4 separate regions of the Mus musculus genome follow, and regions 2, 3 and 4 are each linked to region 1. The links are chromatin contacts, called in public Hi-C and promoter capture Hi-C maps. All regions are on one chromosome and are shown on one strand. Each heading gives the region's core, a stretch centred on a gene start, on an enhancer-like site or on the middle of the called end of the contact. The rest is flanking DNA. Distances are from core to core; before and after follow the strand shown.

The links. Promoter capture Hi-C pulls out the DNA fragments that hold promoters and counts their contacts. A called contact is a pair of places that touch in the nucleus more often than the background predicts.
Region 2: a contact with region 1 is called in a promoter capture Hi-C map of liver, with 4 times the contacts expected there. The contact joins the enhancer-like site here to the promoter of Psmc1 in region 1. A contact is called at or near these places in 6 of 39 promoter capture datasets (the 3T3-L1 cell line, the HPC-7 cell line, hippocampal neurons and 2 more), 2 of 115 datasets of contacts at active chromatin or transcription factors (SST interneurons and astrocytes) and 2 of 9 other capture datasets (embryonic stem cells and liver).
Region 3: a promoter capture Hi-C map of hippocampal neurons shows a contact between it and region 1, with 8 times the contacts expected there. The contact joins the enhancer-like site here to the promoter of Psmc1 in region 1. A contact is called at or near these places in 5 of 39 promoter capture datasets (cranial neural crest, embryonic stem cells, frontonasal cranial neural crest and 2 more), 2 of 484 Hi-C or Micro-C datasets (cortical neurons and muscle stem cells) and 3 of 115 datasets of contacts at active chromatin or transcription factors (T-cell acute lymphoblastic leukemia, astrocytes and large pre-B cells).
Region 4: a contact with region 1 is called in a Hi-C map of pancreatic cancer cells, with 9 times the contacts expected there. The contact joins the enhancer-like site here to the promoter of Psmc1 in region 1. A contact is called at or near these places in 21 of 39 promoter capture datasets (the 3T3-L1 cell line, the C10 cell line, the HPC-7 cell line and 14 more), 4 of 15 datasets of contacts at CTCF or cohesin (embryonic stem cells, large pre-B cells, pro-B cells and 1 more), 137 of 484 Hi-C or Micro-C datasets (the AtT-20 cell line, B cells, the Ba/F3 cell line and 82 more), 29 of 115 datasets of contacts at active chromatin or transcription factors (DN3 thymocytes, PVALB interneurons, SST interneurons and 23 more) and 5 of 9 other capture datasets (adipose tissue, embryonic stem cells, liver and 2 more).

The regions. Positions count from the first base shown.
Region 1 is chr12:100,106,940-100,112,850 of GRCm38.p6, reverse strand. It overlaps Psmc1 (protease (prosome, macropain) 26S subunit, ATPase 1), which reads right to left and starts at 2,649. Exons shown (of 11, transcript NM_008947.3): 1 at 2,640-2,649; 2 at 467-520. The coding sequence starts at 2,642.
Region 2 is chr12:98,946,981-98,952,891 of GRCm38.p6, reverse strand. All of the region lies in intron 6 of Ttc8 (tetratricopeptide repeat domain 8), which reads right to left. Among named protein-coding and RNA genes, the nearest start is that of Ttc8, 29 kb to the right of the region's middle. Within about 2 kb of position 2,336, at least 3 of the 459 cell types and tissues checked have an H3K27ac peak or open chromatin away from gene starts, as enhancers often do. A contact at or near this core is called in the HPC-7 cell line and liver, where this site is marked.
Region 3 is chr12:98,994,475-99,000,385 of GRCm38.p6, reverse strand. No RefSeq gene overlaps it. Among named protein-coding and RNA genes, the nearest start is that of Gm40554, 27 kb to the left of the region's middle. Within about 2 kb of position 3,700, at least 75 of the 459 cell types and tissues checked have an H3K27ac peak or open chromatin away from gene starts, as enhancers often do. A contact at or near this core is called in T-cell acute lymphoblastic leukemia, hippocampal neurons and muscle stem cells, where this site is marked.
Region 4 is chr12:99,094,977-99,100,887 of GRCm38.p6, reverse strand. No RefSeq gene overlaps it. Among named protein-coding and RNA genes, the nearest start is that of 4930474N09Rik, 65 kb to the left of the region's middle. Within about 2 kb of position 2,952, at least 72 of the 459 cell types and tissues checked have an H3K27ac peak or open chromatin away from gene starts, as enhancers often do. A contact at or near this core is called in adipose tissue, brain, cardiomyocytes and 10 more, where this site is marked.

The DNA.
Region 1 (5,911 bases), core at 1,400-3,899:
CTTTTTGATTATGGTTATACACACACACACACACACACCCTTCCTAATCTGTAAAATGACCACCTTTTGAAAAGCAGACTTCATACTCCTGCTCACTTAGTAAGACCTAACTGCAGCAAGTAAGTGTAATCTCTTTAGAGAGATGGCAGCGACTCAGATTTTTTCAGTAAGTAGACCAAGGTCAAAATTGATTTATTTGTTAAGTTTGGTGAGGTGAGGCACTTCTCACACCTCAGTAAGTTAAACACTTATAGGTGATCTACTTTAAAACTTCCACAATGTTCATGTTTAAAAATCATTAACTCAGGGCAATACGTTCTTTAAAAATGAAACCGGTTATGCATCTGTATACAAGGTTACCAAGATCACTACATCACTTTGCTTCTTAAAGGTTGTGGTACCATACAGAACTCGCCGAGACCTAAGGCAGTTTCTATGGCCCGATCAGATCTTGCTTGGTATTTACCTTGTCATCCTTCTTGCCACCCCCAGGACCATGGCCACCACTCTGGCTTTGACCCTGAAAGATAAAAAAAGACAAAACACACATAAATTCAGAATACTATCACTTCACTGGTACTTTGGCTCTAAAACACAAGCACCCCCACCCCCACCCACTGTAATGTGTGGAAAATGAGTACCTGGGCTCCCAGGTATGCACTTACTGTGTAGACATTACTTGCCTCTTAGAACCAAGAGCCATGCGACAATGAGGAGCCAGTAAGAAAGCTGGCAGCCAGAGAGCACCCCTCTCAACCGGGAGGTTCAGACTTGCCACCCTCTAATGTCAGTTACCTCCCCGACTGTGAAAAGAGACTCGCCACGCATGGTCATTTACTCTCTCCAGAGATCCACAGGACCCAGAAGACTTTCAGCAGCAACCTACCAAGCTCCTATCCTGACAGCCTGGGACCCAGACAAGACTTCCTTCCCGATCTGAAAAGCTGTCATCTTAAAACGCATGAAAAGCTCATCGGGATTTCTGACTTTAAAACAATGCTTAACACTGGGCGATGCCTTAAATGGTGGTCCTTTAAATTCCTGTGCAAAGATATGTGGTTTAGTGTACGTGTGGGTCTGTGCCCGCATGCCGGGGCACTCGAGAGGAAGCCAGAGGGCGACTTCCAGGGATTCTTTCCTTCTGCCTTGTGGGTCCTGGAGTCAACTCAAGCTGCCAGGCTTCATGTCGAGTGCCATCCCATCTGCCCAACAGTGGAGCTTGAAACAGGAGTAACAGTGGACTCACTGATTCACCACCCTAGGGAAGCACCTCTCACTACAACACTGGTGGCTTCAGTACCAGGACAAAACCACCTCAGAAATGATGCCAAGCATAAAGCACATTCGACCACACGCAAGGCTCGGACCTACTCAGAGCTGGAGTTACAGACCATTCTGGAGCCTGCTGGCATGCATGGGTGCCGGGAACCAAACGTGGGTTCTCTCAAAGTGCAGCAGGTGTTCTTTACCCCTGAGCCGCTTGATTCTCAAAGCCCCCTTGATACACAGGCAGATAAAAGGACCAAGGTCCAGGGAGGTTAACGGCCCTGTATATTGTCACAAAGCTTGTTAGACAGAAATCACACTAAGTTCTGCTGTCTCTCAAACCCAGAGGGTTTCTCAACTGCTCTAGAAAAGAAAGGATTTGTGCCCCACCAATGGTCACTGGCTGTATTTCTGTTTCCTCATTAAAATGGGGACATTAATAATAATCTTCGGGGTTGTTCTAAGAAGTAAGAACAACTCTGGGGAAATGCCTGGCGCATGTTCGGGATACTTTTTGTTTGTTTGTTTGTTTGTTTGCTTTTCCGAGACAGGGTTTCTCTGTGTAACTTTGGCTGTGCTGGGACTCACTCTGTAGACCAGGATGACCTCGAACTCAGAAATCCACCTGCCTCTGCCTCTCGAGTGCTGGGATTAAAGTCGTGCGCCACCACCGCCCGGCTTGGGATACTTTTCAAAGTCATCACCGGTCCTTTGTGTGCTCTGGCCTTCACCTACATTCAGATGCATTGGCCTGGCAGCTCATGATTCGGGCGGACTTCAGGGTTGCCTCCTTTTGCATTTCCTGACCCTCTGCCCTGCCCGGGCTTCGCTCAGCTATCAGTACAGATTACTCCCTTACAACCTTAATTTAGGCCTCGATTTAGATTTCACATCCACGAAGGGTCCTTCGCTGATACCCTAACAAAACCAGCCACCTTCTTACAACACAGCTACGTAACGATCTGGCCCGGTCCTGTTCCCTGACATATTTATTGTCTCCCTGCTCTAGAACGGAAGCGCCATCATCAACCGTGCTCGCCCGGTAACCTCCGTGCCTACATCTGAATCCGGCTCAACCAACCAAACCGGAGAGCGCTGAGCCGTCTGCGGAGAAACACTACGCTGGCTCTGCGGCTCAGCCGCTGTCCCCAGCGTCGGCCGGGCTGTCCCACTCGGCTTCAGCCCTTCAGCGCCTGCCTACTCGAGCGGTTCACAGCCCGGTCTCTCCCTGGGCGCCGTGCATCCTGCCCGCGTCCGCCAGGGAGTGAGATCCGCTCCGACCCGCGATGAACCCGAGCGTCACATCGCCTCGTCCTCCCGCCTTGGGGCGCATGGATGTTTGAGACGACCAGCCGAAACCCTTAGTCACTCACCATCTTCCTTCAGTCCTCCAAATCGCCACCGCCGGAAGTGCATCCACCAAAGCGACCCGGACAGAACGGAAGTAACTTTAAAAAAAAAAAAAAAAAACAGGCTACGGAAGCCTATCGGGACCAACTTCCTCACGGGCGAAGTTGAGCACGAAGGGCTTATTTCGGCGGTTTGGTACAAGGATTGGTTAAACATGTGGGCACTTAAAATAGTTTACTCGAGGGAATTCTAAGTAGCTGATCTTGGGCTTTTGTCAGTAACTTAAGACAATGATCTTGGACGTTGGAGACTTGGGGAAAATATGAAAATTTTAGAAATTTAAAAGGATGCAAAATTATAATTGGGAAGAAGTATTTATGTCAGGCAGGAATGGCGCTTGGGACTGAGAAGTTGATGTGTACACAGCATTTATGATCTTCTTTAGTTTCTGAACTTTGTAGCTCTCTTGAAAATAGTTCTTTGCCGAAAGAGATCTAAATGTGTGCTTTTTTTTTTTTTCTTCCCTCTGATGACAAGGGACTGATGATGGTGGCTAATACTGTGTTAAAATTACCCTTGAGGCGCTGGAGAGAGGGCTCAGCAGTGAAGAGCAGGGGACCCACATGGCAACTAACAACCATTCAGGGCACCTGTAAGCACGTGATGTGCAAACTCATACATGTAAACATAAACAAAGTAATTAAAAATTAAAAAAAAAAAAAAGACAGGACACTGAATGTGGAGAGAGTCCAAGTATCACTGAGGAGGGACACAAACTGGGGCTTGGGGCCCCAGGCAGGTGTTACACATTGTTATTAATTAGTGTTATTAATGTTAACGATAAATTCTTTAGCTTGTCCATGTAAGTACTCTTTGTGTTCCTATTCCTAAGTAAGAGTTTGAGGGATAGGAAATCTGACTCCCTAATTAACAGCTACTTTGAACAAAAGAACTGGTTAGTCAAACAGCCCGAAGGACCTGGCTATTTTGAGTACTCCACAGACACACTGAGAACTATACACAATCCCAGTTGATGGCCTTAGCCGTTCCCAACACCTTGTATCAGACCTTTTGCTATCATTCAATGAATTTCAGAAGACCCTGCCATCATTTCTACCTAGCCCAGGTGGGGCTATTTCCCCTGATGGTCCAGCAGACAGAAACTGTGTGTTGTAAGGTGAAGGTTAAAGGGACAAGGTGACTGGTGCCAACACAAACCTTCATCAATACCCACGTGTGCTATGGTTATCTGAATCTTTATCTTGCTATATATACAGGCTGCTCCAAGCTTGCTGGGTGAGTTGGCTGGAGGACACTCCATTGCTGCCTCCCTGGATGTTGTAACATGAGGCTCAATAAAAGACTTCCTTTGGTCTTGTCTTGCCTGCTTTGATGGTAAAGGGAGGAAGTTAAATTTACTCTTGGGAGGCTGGAGACATGAACTGGTAGCACAGAGAAGCAGCAGATGTGGTGAAGGCAAAGGCGGTGGACCAACGGTGGCAGCAACGTTTAGATGTGTGATTGGGCGCTGAACGGCAACTGGATTGTTTGACAGCAGTGTGAGACAGAGGGAGAAGGGGATGGAAGCAGAGAGTTGTAAGAAGGCGAGAGCTGTAAATGGCTCCAGAGTGGGTAGAGACATGAGGACTGTGAGTTGGAGACCAGCCTGGTCTACGTAGCAAGTTCTAGGCTAGCCAGGGCTACATAGCCTCTGTCTCAGAGGCAAAAAAGTTACAAGTGGGAAGATTTAAAGGGTTCTGGTCTGTGTTAAAAGTGGCTTCAAGGCCAGCATTGCTTGGGATGCCTAGGAGTGTGACCCAAATATGACCGAAAGGACAGGAGGCTCCCTAAGAGGCCGGCACACACAGAACCGATGACGCTTAGGACTTGCCTTCTGTGGGACAGACAACGTTCAGAAGTGCCACAGTCACGTGATTTTAAAATCTCCTTTCTGCCCATCTACACAGTCGTGGAGGGAACTCTCCCTCTTTTCCACCCACACCTTCCATCTCCCTAAGCATCCGGAGAGACTTCGATAACTCAGCTTGCTTTTACTTATCTGTCATGGAGTAAACATAAATTTTGTGGGTTTTTTTTTTTTTTTTTTTTTTGTTGTTCTATTATTTTCTATTTCTTGGGTCCTCTTAAGAGAGGTAGTGTGGCCGGGCAGTGGTGGTGCACGCCTTTAATCCCAGCACTTGGGAGGCAGAGGTAGTGGATTTCGGAGTTCGAGGAGTGAGTTCCAGGACAGCCAGGGCTACACAGAGAAACCCAGTCTCAAGAAAAACAGAGGGAGAGAGAGAGAGAGAGAGAGAGAGAGAGAGGTGGTGTGGGCACTGATTCAAGTAGAAGCCGCATGCTTTAGAAGTTATGGATGGGGATAAGAAGAAGGGGAGGGGAGGGAGAGGGTGGGGGAGGGGAGAAGGTGGGGGAGGGGAGGGAGAGGGTGGGGGAGGGGAGAAGGTGGGGGAGGGGAGGGAGAGGGTGGGGGAGGGGAGGGAGAGGGTGGAGATTATGAATAGCCACATGTGGTGGTTTGAATGAGAATATCTTGGGTAATGTCACCACAATGAGACCCAAGCCAGACGAAGCCTCCCCTCCCCCATCTCAGTGGTCATCTTGTGGCTTTGCCTCTCTCTGCCCCATGTCAGAGTGCCACTTGGGTCAATGACTCAGCTCAGATTTCTCGTTCTCACTGCTATAGCTAGTTTCTGGACACTCACCATGCTCCAGGCTCTCCTGAGGGCGATGGGAATACTGTAATGAGCGAGCAGAAAACAAAATTTTGATGAATTTTGTAATAAGCAGGTAAATAAATTGCATAGCATGCCATATGATAATAAATATGATAGAGGAAATTACACAGGACAAAGACTGCGCAGCCATGGTGGGGTGGGTTCTAACTTTAGATAGCAGGTGTTGGCAGAAACCACTGGAAGATCTTATCATAGGCTACTTTTTCTTCTTTTGGGTCTCAAACCCCGAGCCTTGTACATGTTGAGAAAGCATTCTACATTACCTCAGTGTGTGAACTGTGTGTTTCAGAAAGCTAGTTGAAAGGGTTTCAACTTTTAACCATAAAGAAATGATTAATAGTGAAAGAAATAGATGCTCTATGTATTTAAATATCACATAATGCATGCATGTACCCCAACACCATGTACTATTTATTGCATTGATGTCTGTAAGCTTTATGTTTTTAAATTAGAATATCTTAATATTGGTGTGTGGGTGTGTCTGCAGATGTGCACATATCTGCATGCATGTATAAATCAGAGGACAGCTTTTTGGGCTT
Region 2 (5,911 bases), core at 1,087-3,586, 1.2 Mb after region 1:
AGCTATAGTAAATACTATTTATTATTAATAATATGTATTTAATATAAACCCCTCAAGTGTTTCTTTGTAAAGTCACAGGTTTGTTGAAGTCCAACTGTAGAAGGACTTTGGCAAATCTTAACAATGTAGTCTGTGGACATATCCAAACACTAAAAACTTTTGAGACTCTGGTTACAGTTATGACAACTTCAGGATGCTGAAATTAAAGAGCATATGGAAATAAAGATTCCAGATCATCAGCCCACATGTATTACTGCCAAATACCATCCAAAAACAGAGAGAGAAAGAGAGAGAGAGAGTCACTAAAAACTCAAATATATACATATAGGTAACAATAATAAAAGAATAAATACAGTTCTCTTCAGATCAACTCAACTATACCCATGCTACAGTGTACATGTGGAGGTCAGGGATAGCTTGCAGGCCTCAGTTCTCCACTTCTACTATCTAGGGCATAGGGACTAAACCCTGGATCTTGGGCTTGGTGGCAGGTGACTTTACCTACTGAGCCATCTCATATGACTGATGTTATTTATTCTTTTTGTTTTTGTTTGTTTGTTTGTTTGTTTGTTTTTCGAGACAGGGTTTCTCTGTGTAGCCCTGGCTGTCCTGGAACTCACTTTGTAGACCAGGCTGGCCTCGAACTCAGAAATCCACCTGCCTCTGCCTCCCGAGAGCTGGGATTAAAGGCGTGCTCCACCACACCCGGCATGATGTTATTTTTTCTTAACATTGAAAATGCAACTTCATAGTACTCTTAATTGCTCTAGCATTCTCCCTATTATCAGAAAGAAAAAAATGTCTGACCCACATGTCACTTTAATTTTTAATAATGCTTCCCAAGTAGGAACACAGAGACAGAAATATAATTGTCACATCAAAGATCAATTTCACTTTCTTAACGTTTAAACGTCACTTCACAGTTCTTGCTATTTACCTATAATATCCCCTGTATTTATACAACATGCTTTCTTTTGAAAAATAAAAACTGAACCGCCCCTCTATTCACTTCAGAGTCAAAGTTGCAAAATATATAAAAGGTTTATTTTTTTAAAAAATGCCCGGTTTGTGCTCATTATCTAAATCCTTTTGGAAAATAACATTTGCGATAAAAATCTAAAATGGCATTTTAATGTTAGCGTCTGATCCACAGAGTACCATGCGTACATGTGTGCGTGTGTGTGTGTGTGTGTGTGTGTGTGTGTGTGAGAGAGAGAGGGGGGGGAGGGAGGGAGAGGGAGAGAGAGAGAGGGAGAGGGAGAGGGGGAGGGGGAGGGGGAGGGAGAGGGAGAGGGAGAGGGAGAGAGAGAGAGAGAGAGAGAGAGAGAGAGAGAGAGAGCGCACATTCGGGCTAGTAGGCAGAGAACACGTGCAGGCATCTGTCCTTGGCATTCCTCCAGTCAATCATAGGATCAATGCAAGAGCTTTGGCAATTATTTGTTTAAGGAATAGCCTGTCATCTTGTAAGTACAAACAGAAAATGAAAGTTCTTACTTTTCAGTGAGTACAAAACAAAACAAGCTACCTCCTTGAGTGTTCTATACTAGAGCGACGAGCAGTGAATATAATGAGGGCCCAATTACAAGCATTTGATTTTACCAAGATACTTAATTTATAGCTAATATAAACCAAAAGTTGCTATTAAACCAGGAAACGTATGAAAAGCTTGAGAAAACAATAGAAATGAGGCCTAATCTCCACCAGTGCTTCCAGCCAAGCTGAGTGGCTGATGACTGTGAGTGCTCAACAGGACACGTGGGATGAAGGAGTCTTAAAGCTATTCTCAAGAAACACATCCAAGAATGTCTTAAGTACATGTGCGCATGTATTTACCTACATTTCTATTTGCTATTATAAAAGGATACTTTTTGATTTAACATCATATAAAAACAAGCATTTGCAACTTTTATGATTTTTGGAAATTATTATTTTAATGGATACACAAAAAGTCCATCTTGCCATTTGTTATAACTTATCAAATCTGTTCTCGAGTACTGAGCATTTATATTGTTCTTCAATTATTTTTGCTACTATGTCTATAATAATCATGTCAAACACAGCTACATTCCCTGACTTTTCTGAGAGCTGAAAGCAAAAAACAAGTCACGCCAATGTGTTGATGGCTATCTGCTTCCTGTTATCATGCCATTTTCTAAACTGCACCCTTTGCAATGTTATCTGTGACTTGTAATAATTTATGACACTCTCCCTAAACATTCTAAAGTCTTTTCTTTTACATTTCTTGTTGGCAAGAAAATACATCTCTACTGCACCTGCTTCCTGCTATTTCCTCCAAACTGTCTGTCACAGGGTCATTTCTATGTTCATAAGAAGCCCTCTAAGGGCTGGGGAGGTGACTCTGGGTAAGTCTCTTCTGACCAAGCATGAGGACTGGGAGTTTAGATCCTCAGAATCCACTGTGTGTGTGTGTGTGTGTGTGTGTGCGTGTGCGTGTGTGTGTGTGTGCGTGTGGGTGTGCGTGTGTGTGTGTGTGCGTGTGGGTGTGCGTGTGTGTGTGTGTGCGTGTGGGTGTGCGTGTGTGTGTGTGTGCGTGTGGGTGTGCGTGTGTGTGTGTGTGTGTGCGTGTGGGTGTGCGTGTGCGTGTGTGTGTGCGTGTGTGTGTGCATGTGTGTGTGTGTGTGCGCGCGCGCGCGTGTGGGTGTGCGTGTGTGCGTGTGTGTGTGGGTGTGCGTGTGTGTGTGTGGGTGTGTGTGTGTGAATGTGTGTGTGTGTGTGTGTGAATGTGTGTGTGTGTGTGTGTACAGGGCAGGAAAGCATAGTGGGGAGCAAAGACAGTGTGATGGTTTGTATATTCTTGCACCAGGGAGTGGCACCATTTGGAGGTGTGGCCTGGTTGGAGTAGGTGTGTCACTGTGGGTGTGGGCTTAATACTCTCACTCTAGGTGCCTGGAAGTCAGTCTTCCACTAGCAGCCTTTGGATGAAGACATAGAACTCTCAGCTCCTCCCGCGCCACGCCTGCCTGGATACTGCCATGCTCCCACCTTGATGATAATGGACTGAACCTCTGAACCTGTAAGCCAGCCCCAATTAAATGTTGTTTTTTTATAAAACTTGCCTTGGTCATGGTGTCTGTTCACAGCAGTAAAACCCTAACTAAGACAGACAGGGAGCCCTCTTAGTTCCCTAGACTAGCTAGAAGGGCAAGCTCCAGGCTCAGTGGGAGAGTCTGCCTCAATCCATGGTACACTGTGATTGAGGAAGATACTTGACAGCAATGGCAGGCCTCCATGTGTAAGCACGCACATAGATACATGCATGTGTGCCCATATACATATGAACATACACAAAAGTGAGAAATTGTCTGGTTCTTATATACAATTCCTAAATAGTGAGTAGAAGGGGAAAATATACCTATAGGGTGATTTTAAATATTGTTTGTCATATCGAAAAAAAATATTATCTGAACTTTTAGAAAGCTTTTTTCTGGCATATATGTAGTATGTATATGAATGTTCATACGTATACATGTTCATGTATCTATGTTAGGTTGGACTTGACAGCAAGCAGTAATCTGCCCATCTCCACTGCCCCAGCACAGGGATACAAGAGCATGCCACCATGACCAACAACTGCATGAGAGTTCTGAGGACTAAACCCAGGGTCTCATGCCTGGGTGGACAAGCACTTTACTGAGCCATCTCCCTAGCTCTAATTCAAACTCTAATAACCAGGCAACCCCACGTCTAACAGAATGTCTCCAAACAAGCTTCCTCAGTTGTCATTTAGTGACTCAAAAAGATCTACTGCAAGGTCTTCCTACCTGTTCAGCATTGCTTGTTTTGAGTATGAGACATTACTCATGAACATAATCTTATAAAATTTATAAATAGAAACTGGTTCCCAGGAAGATTTTGCATCATTTTCTCTTCCCGAGATGTACTTAAAGGTCATTTTGTTATTTTTTTTTTCTCTTAAATCACTGACTTCTTCTAATGAACTACCTTCCCTGATGAGGTTGTTACATGGAACTCAAGCTTTCAAATGCTGCCAAGGGTCCTCAACTCTATTTCCTACATTTGAATAAACATTTTCTAGTGTTTCTATAATTTCAGAATATATTGTATAGCAGTAGTTCCCAATCTCCATTGAACACTGGCACTGCCTGTGGGGTTCTTAATAGCAGCCGAGTCACAGCCTCCTCTGGAGATTCTGACTTTGGAAGCGTAGCACAGACCCACACATCCATTGCTATTAAATAACACAGACAATTAGGAAAGAGAGGCCCCTTTGAATTTCTATTTCTAGGCCAATGTGAATGTAATCTGCTTGACATAAATATAAAGGGCTAAGACTTGGGTCGGCCTGCCTTCCTCTGCTCTGGATTTTAGGTCTGACACAGTGGCTGGCATGCTCAGTAAATGAATTAATCTTCAAACAAAAACAAATAAACAAACAAACAAAAAATCCCAAGGGCATAAAGCCAGACATGATGGCTTGTACCTGTACCAAGGACTTGGCAGTGAGGCAGGAGGACTGAGGGTCTAAGGCCAGTCTGGGCTATACAGTGAGATCCTGTTTTGTACAAAAACAAAGAAAACCTTTAAAAACCAGCTTTGTGACAATTTAGTAGTTAGAGATGTGCTCATCTGTAAATGGAGTAGGATTCAAGCAGTATTATATATCGTTCCACGGAAAGTCTCTATGAGCTGTATAGTAAGTGAAACTACTGGCTTCTGTTTACAGAAACACGCATGGTTTCTTAGCAGGCTGACCTTAGGCTCCTCTGGTCCCTGTGTGATCGATCACACACCTGACTTCTCCATCACAGGTGAGCCATTCTTCTCCATACCCAGCCTAGGCTCTTAGATGCATAAACACACCCTATTCCTCAGAGCATGCAATGATGTCTCCACATAGAGAGCCTTCTGCCACTTAGAACACAAACCTCTTTGAGTCAGTTATGCAGCTTTATAAAGTGATGAGCTGCCCTCACATCCTGTGCCTGCCAGCAAAGCTACGGTCCTCGCGGCATGCTTGGATGGCAGCTTTGACTTCTGTCTCCTTCCTTTGCCCACAATATCAAGTCTGTCATCAAGTTCAGTCACTTCTTTACACTGTCTCTTTGGTGCTCTCATTTTTAAAGATAAGTCTTCTTCAGCACTCATGCCATCCTCTGTTCAGGGTCTCTTCATTTCTTTTGTCTCGTTTCCATGAAACCCTGCTCACTGCAGGCATGGACTCTACTCCCTTGGCTACCTTCAGTTTGGCAATAGACTCTTGTTTTTGTCCTTCACATGTAACCTTACTCTGTAGCTAAGAATAGTGTCAAACTCATGACTCTCCTGCTTCGGCCTCTCGAGTGCTGTAGTCATGGATGTGCACCTCCGCACCAAGGGCCGGTTTCTGTCAGTTTTATTTCCCCCGTGCCAATGGACAGCTTCCAGAAGCGGGTACAGTATCATGTTTTCATTGGCTCTCTCTGGACACTGAATTGTGCCTGGCACACAGAAGAAAACAACTGAGGAAAGTTTTTTCCTGAATACCTGGCATGTGTTTTTCCTGGACTAATAGGAAAATGGGAATGGGGGGACTGAGCAGTGGTGGCGCACATCTTTCATCCCAGCACTCTGGAGGCAGAGCCAGGGAGATCTCTCAGTTTGAAGTCTGGTCTACAGAGCAAGTTCCAGGACAGCTAGGGCTATACAGAAAAAGCCTATCTTGAGAAGCCAAAAAAAAAAAAAAAAAAAAAGTATAGGATTAACTTCATTTGACTTAAACAACTTTGTGAGATTTCTTCTCATTTACATAGAGCTTATATAAACTGAAACGAATTTGGAAAGCCACATGCATATAACCTTAAAATTCATTACTGAGAAGTTACCATGAAAACCGACTATTGGTAAAGCTAGGTGGTGAGTATCGTAGGCTCTTTATATTATTCTTTCTACT
Region 3 (5,911 bases), core at 2,451-4,950, 1.1 Mb after region 1:
ATTAATTATACTCTGTTATGCCTGCAGACTATCATAACTTTCCTCTGAGAGGCTCTACCCAGCAGCTAACTCAAACAAATGCAGATACCCACAGCCAAACAATGGATGGAGCTTGGATACTCTTATGGGAGAATAGGAGAAAGGATTGTGGCCTGAAGGGGATAGGAACTCCACAGGAAGACCAACAGAATCAACTAACTTGGACCCTTTGGACTCTCAGAGTCTGAACCACCAACCAAAGAACATACATGGGATGAACCTAGACCTTCCCACACATATGTAGCAGATGTGTAGCTTGGTATTTATGTGGATCCCAAACAGCTAGAGCAGGGGCTATCCCAAAAACTATTGCCTGTATGTGGAATATGTTCTTCTAGCTGGGCTACTTTTTTCTGGCCTCAGTGGGAGAGGATGCGCTTAGCCTTGCAGACTTGATGTACCAGGGTGGGGGAATACCCAAGGGGGTCCCCCACGGGCTAACAGGAGAAGGGGAGGGGCATGGGAGGAAGGATTGTGGGAGGAGGTGAATGGGAGGGGACAGTGAATGGGATGTAAAGTGAATAAGCAAAAACAAAACAAAACCCAAACAAACAAAGAAAAATATCAAAGTACTCAACTCTCTGCAGTACAGGAATCAACATTTGAATAACACAAAGACAACTTTTACATAGTGCACAAAAAGCTTACCCAAATATGGGGAATGGGGGGAGGCAGAGGAAGAGAAAAAGGAGAGGGATAGGGAGAAGGAGCAGGGAGAAGGGGAGGGAGAGGCAGAGACAGAGGCAGCGGCAGAGGCACCGTTACTCTGTATCATCTGCTCTGATGTTACCTTCTATTACTCCCCCTGTGTTTGTTTGTGAGCTGTCTTTATTACAAATTATGTAACCAGGGCTGGAACATTGTTTACTATTTTTATCTTTAAAGGCTGAAAGGGACTAGCTCTCAAAGAAAGGGGTAGATTTATAGACCACTCACTGTTCTGGGACCAGACTTCCACGGTCCCATCTCTGTGAAAGGGCAAGCATTGTACTTAAACAAACAAACAAAAAAACAACCCTAGAAGGTCACAAACAATAATCAGTTTCAGGCAAAGACATGGAAGCAGTTTCTTTTGAAGTAGTTTCTTGAGAGATAAAGGATCCACCCTGCGGGGAGGCTTATTAAAAATCAGGAAGTAAACAACTGAATAGTATCAGAAAGTTCCTGAAACTTACCGGATCTACCGGGCCCTTCTTTGCCCTATGTAGGAAGAACTACTGAGATTAGTATAAGTAGTATAAGTAGATAAGTATAAGTATTTGTATAAGTAGGAAGAACTGCTGAGAGACCCTTTCCCAACTGTCGAGCTGCTTGCTGACTGAGCAGTACACTGCAGGTTTTGAGCTTTGGTGAGCCACTACCCATACCTGGGTGGGCTTTGGTGATGCAGCTGGCTTTGAACCGTTTCTGCTCCTGTACGTAAGCCCTTTACCTGTACCCCTGTCAGCCACCAGCTGTTGCTTGAGTGACACTACTAGGAAGTGTGGCTTTGTTGGAGGAAGTGTGCCCCCAGAGATGGGCTTTGAGGTTTCTGATGCTCAAGCCACTGAGCACAGTACCACTCTTCCTTCTGTGTGCCGATCCAGATGTAGCACTTTCAGCTACCTCTCCAGTACCATGGAGCCTGTGTGCTGCCCTGTTTTTCACGGTGATGATAATGGACTAAACCGCTGAACTATAAGCCAGCCCCAATTGAATGTTTTCCTTTATAAGAGTTGCCTTGGTCTTGGTGTCTCTTCACAGCAATAGACACCCTAACTAAGACACAACCCCAATAAAACACATTGATTCTACAAGTTGCAATTTGGTATTGTCCTTACTTTGGTCTGTTTTCAGTTCCCTGCCTGGAACGAACAGAGGTTTATTGATATCCCCTCAGAAATCGTATCATACAACAAATAGAGAGACTGCTGTGTTTGAAAGAACACAGTGTCATATGGGGACAGTTCCAACTCAGTAACATCCACAGGGTATGGTCATGGGTAGTGCCCCCAACAGCATGCTGTCTTGGAGGTGACTTAGCATCATGATAGTGCACAGAGATGGCTGATGACAGCAGTGATGTCTTATGGGGCCAGAACCCACAGCTTAGACAGCCCAGGAGCTGCTGCAGGCATCTTTTGCTGCCACATGACAATGAAACCCATTGCTCCTTTGGATGGTGGTGTGAGCTTCTGGATGTCCGGTACAGCTGTGTGATGGCAGTGTCCTGAGCTTTTAGTGAGTGTCTGGCTCATTATCAGCAGGGTAGCTTACAAGCGTTGTTTTTTCCCCCTTTGCTTATGAGGCTGACACTTTGCCCTTTCCACTTAAAGGAAGCCCTTTATGGTTTCTTTTTTAAATCCTCAAATAGCCCAAACCACCCCTCCTTCATACTGGTGTCACTACTAAATAAAATAAGGATATTTGAGCAGAAACACTGTGTAGGAGGCCTATACCATGCGGACATCGAACAAAAGAGTCATTCTTGCCCAGTTCTGGATAGAGCAAGACAGTGCAATATTTTCATCACACCATTTACCATGCAGTTTAAAGTGTCCACCTTCTTTAGTTTGTAAAAATTTTCCCTCTAAGGTTTTTAGACAAGTCCACTGGTAGAAAATACTACCAGGTGGGGCCTCAGAGAAAACCTCAATAGCAGACTTGTGATACCAAAGAAGTGTTGTTGGTTTTTAACCATCTGTCATGGATATTCCTGGAATCCATAGGATCAATGTCAGAGGGCCTCAGAAATCTAAAGACTCCGTAACTATAGAGGAGCAAGAGACAGAGAGATATCTGTTCTTTTAATGGGATCCCCACACAGACTGAGAAAACTGGGGTCAAACACTGTTGGGCCTCGTTGTGAGAATTGTGGTTTCTTTGAAAACAGAACTGTAAGGATGTTTTTATTTTAATCCCAGGTGTGGGGTTTGGGGCTACTTTAGAAAGGTCCCAGCAGCAGACTATGATTTGCCTCCTGCTCTAGCAGGGGTGTGGTTTATGACAGCTACAGATGGTTTCTGTGTGTAACATTTGGAGTTCTGGGGACCCTTCAGAGAGTATATAAGTGCCAGAGCCTCAATCGAAGGGGCCGGTTGGCTGGTTGGTTGTTGGATGTTGTTGGTTGTGGTTGGTTGCGGTTTGTCAAGTAGTTGGATGTGAAGAAATGATAAGAAGAAATTAGATATCTTGACAGCGAAGACCAAACTTGCCCCCAAGGAACGTGATGTCCCTAATTAGCAGGAAGTAGTCTGAGGTTCTTGGTACCCCTTTCCTCCTGTCCTTTTTTTCTCTCCCACCTGGTGTTAGGAGGGTGAAAGGGAAGAAGAGAGATGGAGAAGGCAGAAGAAGGAAAGAGCTCAAAAGTCTGGCTACAGGGGCACATTTGTGGTCCACAGCAACAGCCTACCTTGGTATAATCTCCCTAGCACGGCAAGGCAGGAAGTCTAAAAACGTACTGCCTTCTGTGGGAAAGAACTACTCAGCTGAGGCTGGAAGGTGGGAAGAAAATGGAAGCTATTTTTCTGCCTCCTCAGTGGTTAATCACCAGAGAATGCAAAGACTATTCTGCATTTTCTGTGCTCTGGATAATGTCACTCCTCCTTCCCTCCTGCTTTTGTTCCCCCAGCCCTTAAAATCCCTTGGTGACCTACTTCCTACACTTACCTCCCTCTGCCTGAGTACCTCCAGCAACCGCTGCCTCCTGACTCACAGCCCTGACTAATGCAAACGGGTAGCTTCCGCTTGTACTTCACGGTTCTTAAAAAGCATTTGAATTGTCTCACTTGGATTTTATAACAATTCTGTTGGGCTGACAAAGCAGAGACCATTAAGACCATTTTCTTTGATGGGAACAAAACCAGACTAGAAGGAGCCTCAGAACTGGCCTTGCATTTTCTGTGAAACAGTGGAAACGTTTCTGTGTTTTAGCTCATCATCCGCCATGTGAAAAGAGTGAACCAAAATGACCAGTTTTCAAATATTTTCTTTCTTTTTTTTCACTGTAGTCTACAATAAGAAATATATTCTATATCATTTCCTAAGTACTTATATCTGCATGTCCATAAAACACCAAAGACACAGTTTCAGGAAAGTTAAGAAATACAGCATTCTAGTTTTGTTTGGTTTAGTTTTTTAATTATTATACTTATTTTTAAGCTGCTCTTGGTGATCTACCACACTGGTTCCATGGTCTAATTACTTAAGCAAGCAACACCAACCTCCTGAGCTTCAGTCTCCCCAGCTATCCAGCAGGCACAACAGGGTCTAGTGAGGTGACTCAGCACACAGATGGCTTCTCTCTGGCATCTGACTTGACAGCAGCACTCCTCTTGCAAAGGTGGTGCCAGTGTTAAATAAAAGAAGGGTTTCCTAATTATGGGCACCATGCAGATACTATGCACTATCTGGATTCACCAAGATGATGATGATGGCGGCTCTTGTTCCAGTAGGAATGGAGTATCAGATTTCCTCACACTACTTTAAACAACATACAATTTGAGATGTACAGTGTTTTCTTTTAGTCTTTGCAATTTTTCCAATTAATATTTTCAGATTTCAGTTGACCAAAGATAACTGAAACCTCAAAAAATTGGAGCTCCCCAGAAAGAGGGACAGAGGCCTATTATATAAGGTTGTGAAAGAATTAAATCTAATTCTATTAGCTCAGAGCTGATGCTAATTTTTTACTGCTGTGACCCAAGAGATGACTCAAGATCCTGCCCAGTTCTAGATCACATTGAAAATGAAGAACAGGTTACAAATACAGTCTAGGGACATGGAGGATTAAAGTGGTCATAATACCATAGCTGTGCTAGATACTCCAGCCTTCCTCTGTGGTTGAGAGAAACACAATGCAGGGACGCTCACTTGGGAGATATTTGCCTTGAGGGAGTGGAGACGGAGGGGAAACAGCTAAGACTGGGAAAGTCTCCCATACCTCAGTGTGGCAGCATATGTGTGAGGTATAAGAGCTTAAAGTGGCCCCAAGCAGACACATACTAAATGTTCACTGGATTACACACAGGACAGATCTGTAAAGGTCAGTAGGTGCTATAATGAGAACTGGATCAAGTATGTAACCATATAGGACATTGGCAAGGCTGGCAGAATGACGGGGTGCCCTTGATGATGCCACTCTGGGACAAGGGCATCTGCCACTTAAGAAGTAGTCCTTGCACTTGCAGTGTGACTTAGTGCTAAGCCAGAATACAACGACCCATCACTGGGTTGATGGATATTGACAAGTATACAGGTCAAAACTGAGCTTTAATTCAAGTCCAAGGAGGTCCCCAGGGATAAAGCTAGTCTGTTCCATAGCAGTTATGAGACAAAAGACTGCAGAACTTAGAAGGTAAAATTACTGAGGCAGCAGGGGGTGGGATGGGGGGAGCTCTCGACTGGTACATCATAGGATGGGAGATGTCTGCCAGAATTTAATAAAGTTTAGATCATCGGAATCTAATTGTGAGGCCATTTGCAAAATCAAGTTACTGCATAGCATCTTTGAAAATGACTCATGTTCCTAGGGAGTGCTATAGCACAAATGGTTATCTGCATTATCCCCAAAGGGTGTTCTGCTCGTCATGAAACAAAGCTCGTGGAAGACCTGTCACATGTTATAAAACCCAGGTTAGTGATGGCTGCCTGCAGCGGTGGAGAAAAGGGACGCAGCAAACATGTTAGCCAAACAGGCAGAGGAGGCTGCAACCTCTACCCTGGAATCTGACCATGATTGTTTAACCTGTCTCTGTTGAGAAAACTCAAGCCAGAGGCCACTGTTTAGACACACCCAAAGGGTGACTCAAACTCAGGGCATCCTGATGTTCCCCACAACGCTCAGATTGCAAAGACAAGACATTGACTTTACATTCTTGTTGGCATGGTTCAG
Region 4 (5,911 bases), core at 1,703-4,202, 1.0 Mb after region 1:
CGTATCACAGTGCTCCTGCAGAACCCCCTGCTCTAATAAGTATGACAAGAGGAAGGGACCAAGCTGAGATGCTTCTTGGCCTGCCAGAGGCTCTGGCAGGATGTGTGTGCTCTAGAGGCCAACTTCCACAGACAGGAGAACAAGCCCTGGACACACACTCAGCAGCCTCTGGCCACTGGGTTCTAAAGAAATGTATCTTAAATAACCACTCAGCAAAGTCTATGAATAAGCTTATTGGCATGTTGACCAGAACTACATTGGATTACAGACCACTTATTATTAGGTTTTAATAAGTGCCACAGGTTTCTATGAAAATTCTCCTTATTAATTGTTATATTTATTTTTAGTTTTTTCCACCTCAATCTCCCTCCCACTATTTGATAGAATTACAGTGGAAAAGTGTGTGTTTTTTTAAAACTATGTTTTTTAAACTTTTGTTCAATATATAGAAAATTACTCATTTTATAATGTTATTCTTTTATCCCTCCACCTTACTAACCACACTTGTTAATTCTTATCATCTATCTGTCCTCTGAGTGTTTTTCTGAGACTACTCATGCCAGTCTCAGTTCTTGTCTACTCTGCTTGTTTGATTTTATGATGGCTGGTGTTGTTCGTCACCTTGACTGGCTCTGCTGCTTCACCTCAGAGACAAGTCTCTGGGAACCTTCGAGGTACTGTTTGGATTAGGTTAGCCTGTGAGGAATTATCTTGAGTAGATTAACTGCCTTGGGAGACCCAGAGTTGGGAAAGCAGAACAGAAAGAGGGAATGCACTGGGCCCTGGCGCTCGCTCACCTTTTGGTTTCTGACAGCAGACACAGTGTGACAAGCTCCCTCAGGCTCCTGGCTCTGAGGCATCTCTGCCACAGCAGAGTTTACCCTTGAAGTGAGCCCAAGAAATCCCTCTTCTGTAGGCTGCATTTGCCAAGGAAAAGCAAGGAACGACGCAACTCCCAATCCCTGCACCTTTTATTTCGAGTTTCCCATTTAATGGCATGGGTAGTGCTTGCTCTGCAGTACTGAATACAAACAAGGGTTCTTAAAAACGTTCGAACCTTTAAATATAGTGTTTATTAGGCACTGTTGGGAGATAGCTCACATTGGGTTGAAGAAATTTCTTTGTATCCTGAGTTTACAAAAAATTTTTAAGTGGATGTTCTGAGGGAGTTGTTTTTACTTGTTAATGTATTACACATCTGTGAACATGTATGTGTACATGGGGGAAAGACCCACCAGACAGAAGTTGAGGATGCAAAACAGAGAGCTTAAGCACTTGAGTCTTTCAGAAGGGGAGGGTGGGGTTTCATATACTTCTCTGGAGATATAAATAATTCTAGTCTATTTGCCCCAAATCTTACTCCTGTTGGAACAAATTAGCACAAATTCTGTGCCTGAAAATGTCATAACTGGATTCTCTTGTGGTGCCAGAGGTCAGAATTCTACTGTTGCCATCCTTCAGCTAAAGTCACAGTGTTGAAGGAGAATGTGTTTCTTGTGGGAGCTCCCGGAGCCAATGCGTTTCTGACTCTTCTGGGTGTGGGAAACTGCTACACTCCTTGGCTCACGTCCTCTTGCTCTAAGTCAGAAGCCTGGTGTCTTCAGATCTTTCTCTGTTTAGGTTGAAACATGGCCTTTCTTCCCCATAAGGACCCTTGTCACCAGTTGGGCTCACCTGAAGAACCCAGGATTTACATCTCAAAATCCTTAATCCAATCCCATCTGCCTAATCTTTACATCATATAAGGTCACAGCAATGGGAATGAAGATACCTTTAGGCTTTTTTATGACTCTAGGGCATGTGGCGTGCATCGAGTCAAACCCTATGTGTTGATTTTAAATTAAAAGAAAAAAGAAAAAGATTTGCTGTTGGCAAGCCCGTGTGATTTCATCCAAGTCAACTTCTCAATGGCCACAAGTTACCATGAATGCTGGTGGCTCAGGAGCGGTGGCTCACACCTATAACCCCGGCATTGAGAAGGTTGGTGCGGGATGACTGTGAGTTAGAGGTCTGCCCCAGCTACACAGAGAGTCCTTGTTCAGAAAGCATAGGAACGGGGTGGTTCTGCCATCAGCTGCCCACCCCGGGCTCAGCCTGCTGTTTTAGGAACAGTGTATCCGACAATTTCTATCCAACTGTGTGCATTAGTGGAGTCTAAGGTCCTTTCCATGCCATTGCCCAGGAAGCCCCGGTGGGTTTCCTTTCACCAAAGCCACTGACTTCATAGTAGTTTCAGGAGAGGTCAGCACCACAACTGCAGAAAGAGACCCTCCGTACAAAAGAAGGAAATCCCTCTGCGTAGCCACAAGACCTTCCGGCCAGGCGACCATCTTCACTGTGGATTTTGGAGGTGCCAGTTTTGATTTTCCACAATACGTTCTTTTACCTAAAAATCATTACATCTGATCTAATACAGTACCAAGCATAGAGACCCTAAGATGTCTATATTTAACATTGCATTCAGTTATGTATCTCGACCTGTGGATTTGGGGGTTACCCTTAACCTTCTTGTTACTAAGATTTCATTCCCCCAACTCTCATTTCCAACCTGGTCTGTGATTTACATTTGTATATGTTTTCTCTAATGATAATTCTGGAGGGTCACTCACAGTCAAAAATCAAACTTTATCTGGAGGGAAACACAAGGCTGGTTGGGATCAGCTGAGATAGAAAAGAGGCCACCCTCCTCCCCCAACTTCTGCAGGGCCCCTCATCCAAGACATTCTCTTTGCTGCCAATTGCCTTCTCCAAGCGAGAAAGAATAAACTAATTTTATACCTATTCAGTCCAATAACGCTCATTGTCCTACCTCCACCTCCAGTGATAAGAGGCAGGAACAGTTCATTTTCCATTGCTAAGCAACCGCAAAAACAGTGCGCCCCGCCTGTGCCCGACCGCCCCGGCTGATAGGGATCGCTGTCTAAAGTTCGTGTTTGCATTCTGAAGTCAACAGTAATTGTAGTTCCCTATTAGTCTTCATTAGGATAGTTTATGGCTGGCCTAACTCCAGTCTCCACTCAGTAGCTTGAATGTACTGTCTTCCTAGGGGAAGAAATATTTGGCAGAAAAAAAAAAAAAAACCTTGTGCGGATTTCCTCCGCTCATTTCCCTTCGGTAGGCCAGGAAAGTACGGTCCACACCCGTAGTTCCCTAGCCTGGGACAACAAGGCCACTGTTGAAGGCATTGGAGGAAACGGGTGGGAAGAAGGCCGTGTACTCCTGGGCTGGCTTCCGTCTACTCTACGGAAAAAGTAGGTCAGTGGTGCACAGGTCCGTTTGGTAAAAGAGCTCTTGCATTTGGGGGCCAAACGCACAGCCCTTCTTTCCAGAGCAAAGGTATGTAGGGCCTTTTTCCATAGACCCGAGTCTCCTGGCTGGCTGACTCAGGACTGGGTGAAACACTGGCCTTACTGTAGAGGTTCAGTCTCAGCCAGCTTGAAAGAGCCGCTCTGGGCCACCAGCTTCCATGTGTTGACTCACCTCGAGGCTGCCAGCCTGCCAGCCTAGTTGCCAGCTTAGTCCGGGAGCAACCCAGGCCCTCACATAACTTGCCCTTTTAGCCCCAGCTCAGAGTTCCAAGGCTGATGGGGGGTGTGGGGTGTGGACAAATATAGAAAACCGCTTCGAGCAATTAGTGAGGATATTACCCTCCTTCTTAGACCCCATCCTCAAACATCCGTTTACTCTCAGCACTTTTCAGAGACAGTGTGGCTCCTGACATCCCTCCTCTACCCCATTCCTTAGAATCGCTGAGGATTTGTTAGGGCCATTCTGGAAAACAAGCCTGCTTGCGCCCCCTAGTGTACACGCGAATCAAAGCATTATAAATTGAGTACCGAGAGCTTGTCTCCTCCAACAGACTGGGGCAGCCCCAGTCTTGAGGCCTAGGGCAGGGACTAGAAACCATCCCTAAATCTTGTCCTCCACCCCACTCTCACCCAGGCCTGCTCTTCTTGAGTCCTTCCTTAAAGTTACTTCCGCATGAAATCTAAATCAAGTCGTTGAAACACCTCACGCTTACGGAAGGCAAGGAGAATCTTTGCCTAGTGGCGGACAGTGCAGAAGCCCAGTGGCTGTGAACTGACACCGGAGTTCAAGTCCCTTTGTTTTGCTACAGTTTTTAAGTTGTGCCATCGGCTCTCTTGGGTACCAGACACCCTGGGATGATGACTCCTTAACAGAAAAAAAAAAATCCTGGAAGGAGAAACTGAATTGAACAGCATGTTTCTTGGATCCTGATCATCTTGAACTTCTGTCTCTCCCTGTCTTCTTCTGTCACCAGAAGGAGACGGGAGAGAGCCCAAGAAAACACAGAGAATCTGTTGCCAGAATCTAAGGCAGGAACACTGAGGCCTGAGGAGGTTACCAGGAGCCATGCAGACACTAAGAAAACCAGAAAACCACCTTCTGGGGTAAAGAGGAAGGTTGCCTACCAGAAAGCTTAGTCCTCAACCAAAGACTTACTTAGACACTCTTCCTAGGTTGGCTCACTTGATGGAAGTCGAGGTGGGCTGGCAAATGCATTTCGTGTCCTGCGCATGAAGTCTGAAGTGTAGAGAGTGTTCCTGAAGGATCAGTTTGAGAAGTATCGTGATTGATTAATAATGTCTGCTGTGAGCATAGAACATATGAATGCTGGTATACATAGAGACTAGGTAAGGAAGTAAGAGCGAGCGTGCTTTGTATACATAGTATGCCATAGTATCCACCAGGGGTGTTATTAGTGGGATTAAATTGATTCCTAAATTGTCTGGAGTCTAGAGAACTAATTGCCACCATTCCCGTCCTTACTCTAAAGTGCCCCATCACTGCCCGATCAGAAGGCTGATGTGGGAGAAAAACAAATGGCGGTGAGAATATTGTTTGAGTTTCCCCACTCCTAGGATACAGAGTTACGACTCCACAGAGGTATTAACCGAATGTGTCTGCATGCCCAGAGAGCTAGCAAGTGCTCTGAGCATGTGGAGAAAGGGTGGGACTGTCCAAAAAGCTTCCAAGTTTGCGCCCTTGTGAGTTACTCAATCCAGAAGATCTCACCGGAGAACAAGGTCATTGCCTGCACATCATAAACACAAGACAAGGAAGAGGAAGAGGTGGCTCCAGGGTAGAGTGCTCACCAACCCCCGACCCTGTAGACTTTCATACAGCCAAAGGTCCTAGGGTAGGTATTGAAGGGCTGGCTCGTCTCTAAGACTGTGTACCATATCCGGAGGACACCCACAGGTGGCCACAAAGTACTTGGATCTCAGTGTGTTGCCCTACAAGATGCACCCAGAACCTTTGTCCTTTTCTTCTCTGTCATTGCTTCCATTTAAGTCTTAGCCAGGGTCACCTCTTCCTGGAGGTAGAGGCGTATAGCACTGGCCCCTGCAGTAGTCAGGGGCTGAGACAGGGTCTCACTATGTGTAGCCAGGCTGCCTTGGAATTCATTATGTAAGGCAGGCAAACTTCAAACCCATGGCAGTGTTCCTGCCCAAGTGCTGGAATTCTGAGCATGAGCCCCCACAATTTGCTGTCCTAGCCTCTTGACAGTGCCCCCATCGGCTTTATCCCTCCAGGCTACCTGTGCTCTGGAGTCCCCTCTCCAAGCATCAGTCAATGGCATGACCTTTTTGAACACAGGACCCTAGCATCACATGCTCCTCTCTCTATAGACTCCCCCCTCTTCTCCCAAATCCTCACAGAGCACCCTTGGTTTCTCTCCCCACTCCCATTCCCCTTGTCTTGTATAGCTGCAATAGCTCTTCAGAGAAAATACTTCTGCTCCAGGCCCTTCTTTCCTGAATTTCTCTTTCCCTTTCTGTTTGGCTGACATCCTCTCTCTGCTTGGATGGTAGCATCTTTAGGGAACTCACAGAGCACCTTAGGCTGTCCTTAAGGCACCTATCACCATCGGAACCAAGTATCTGTA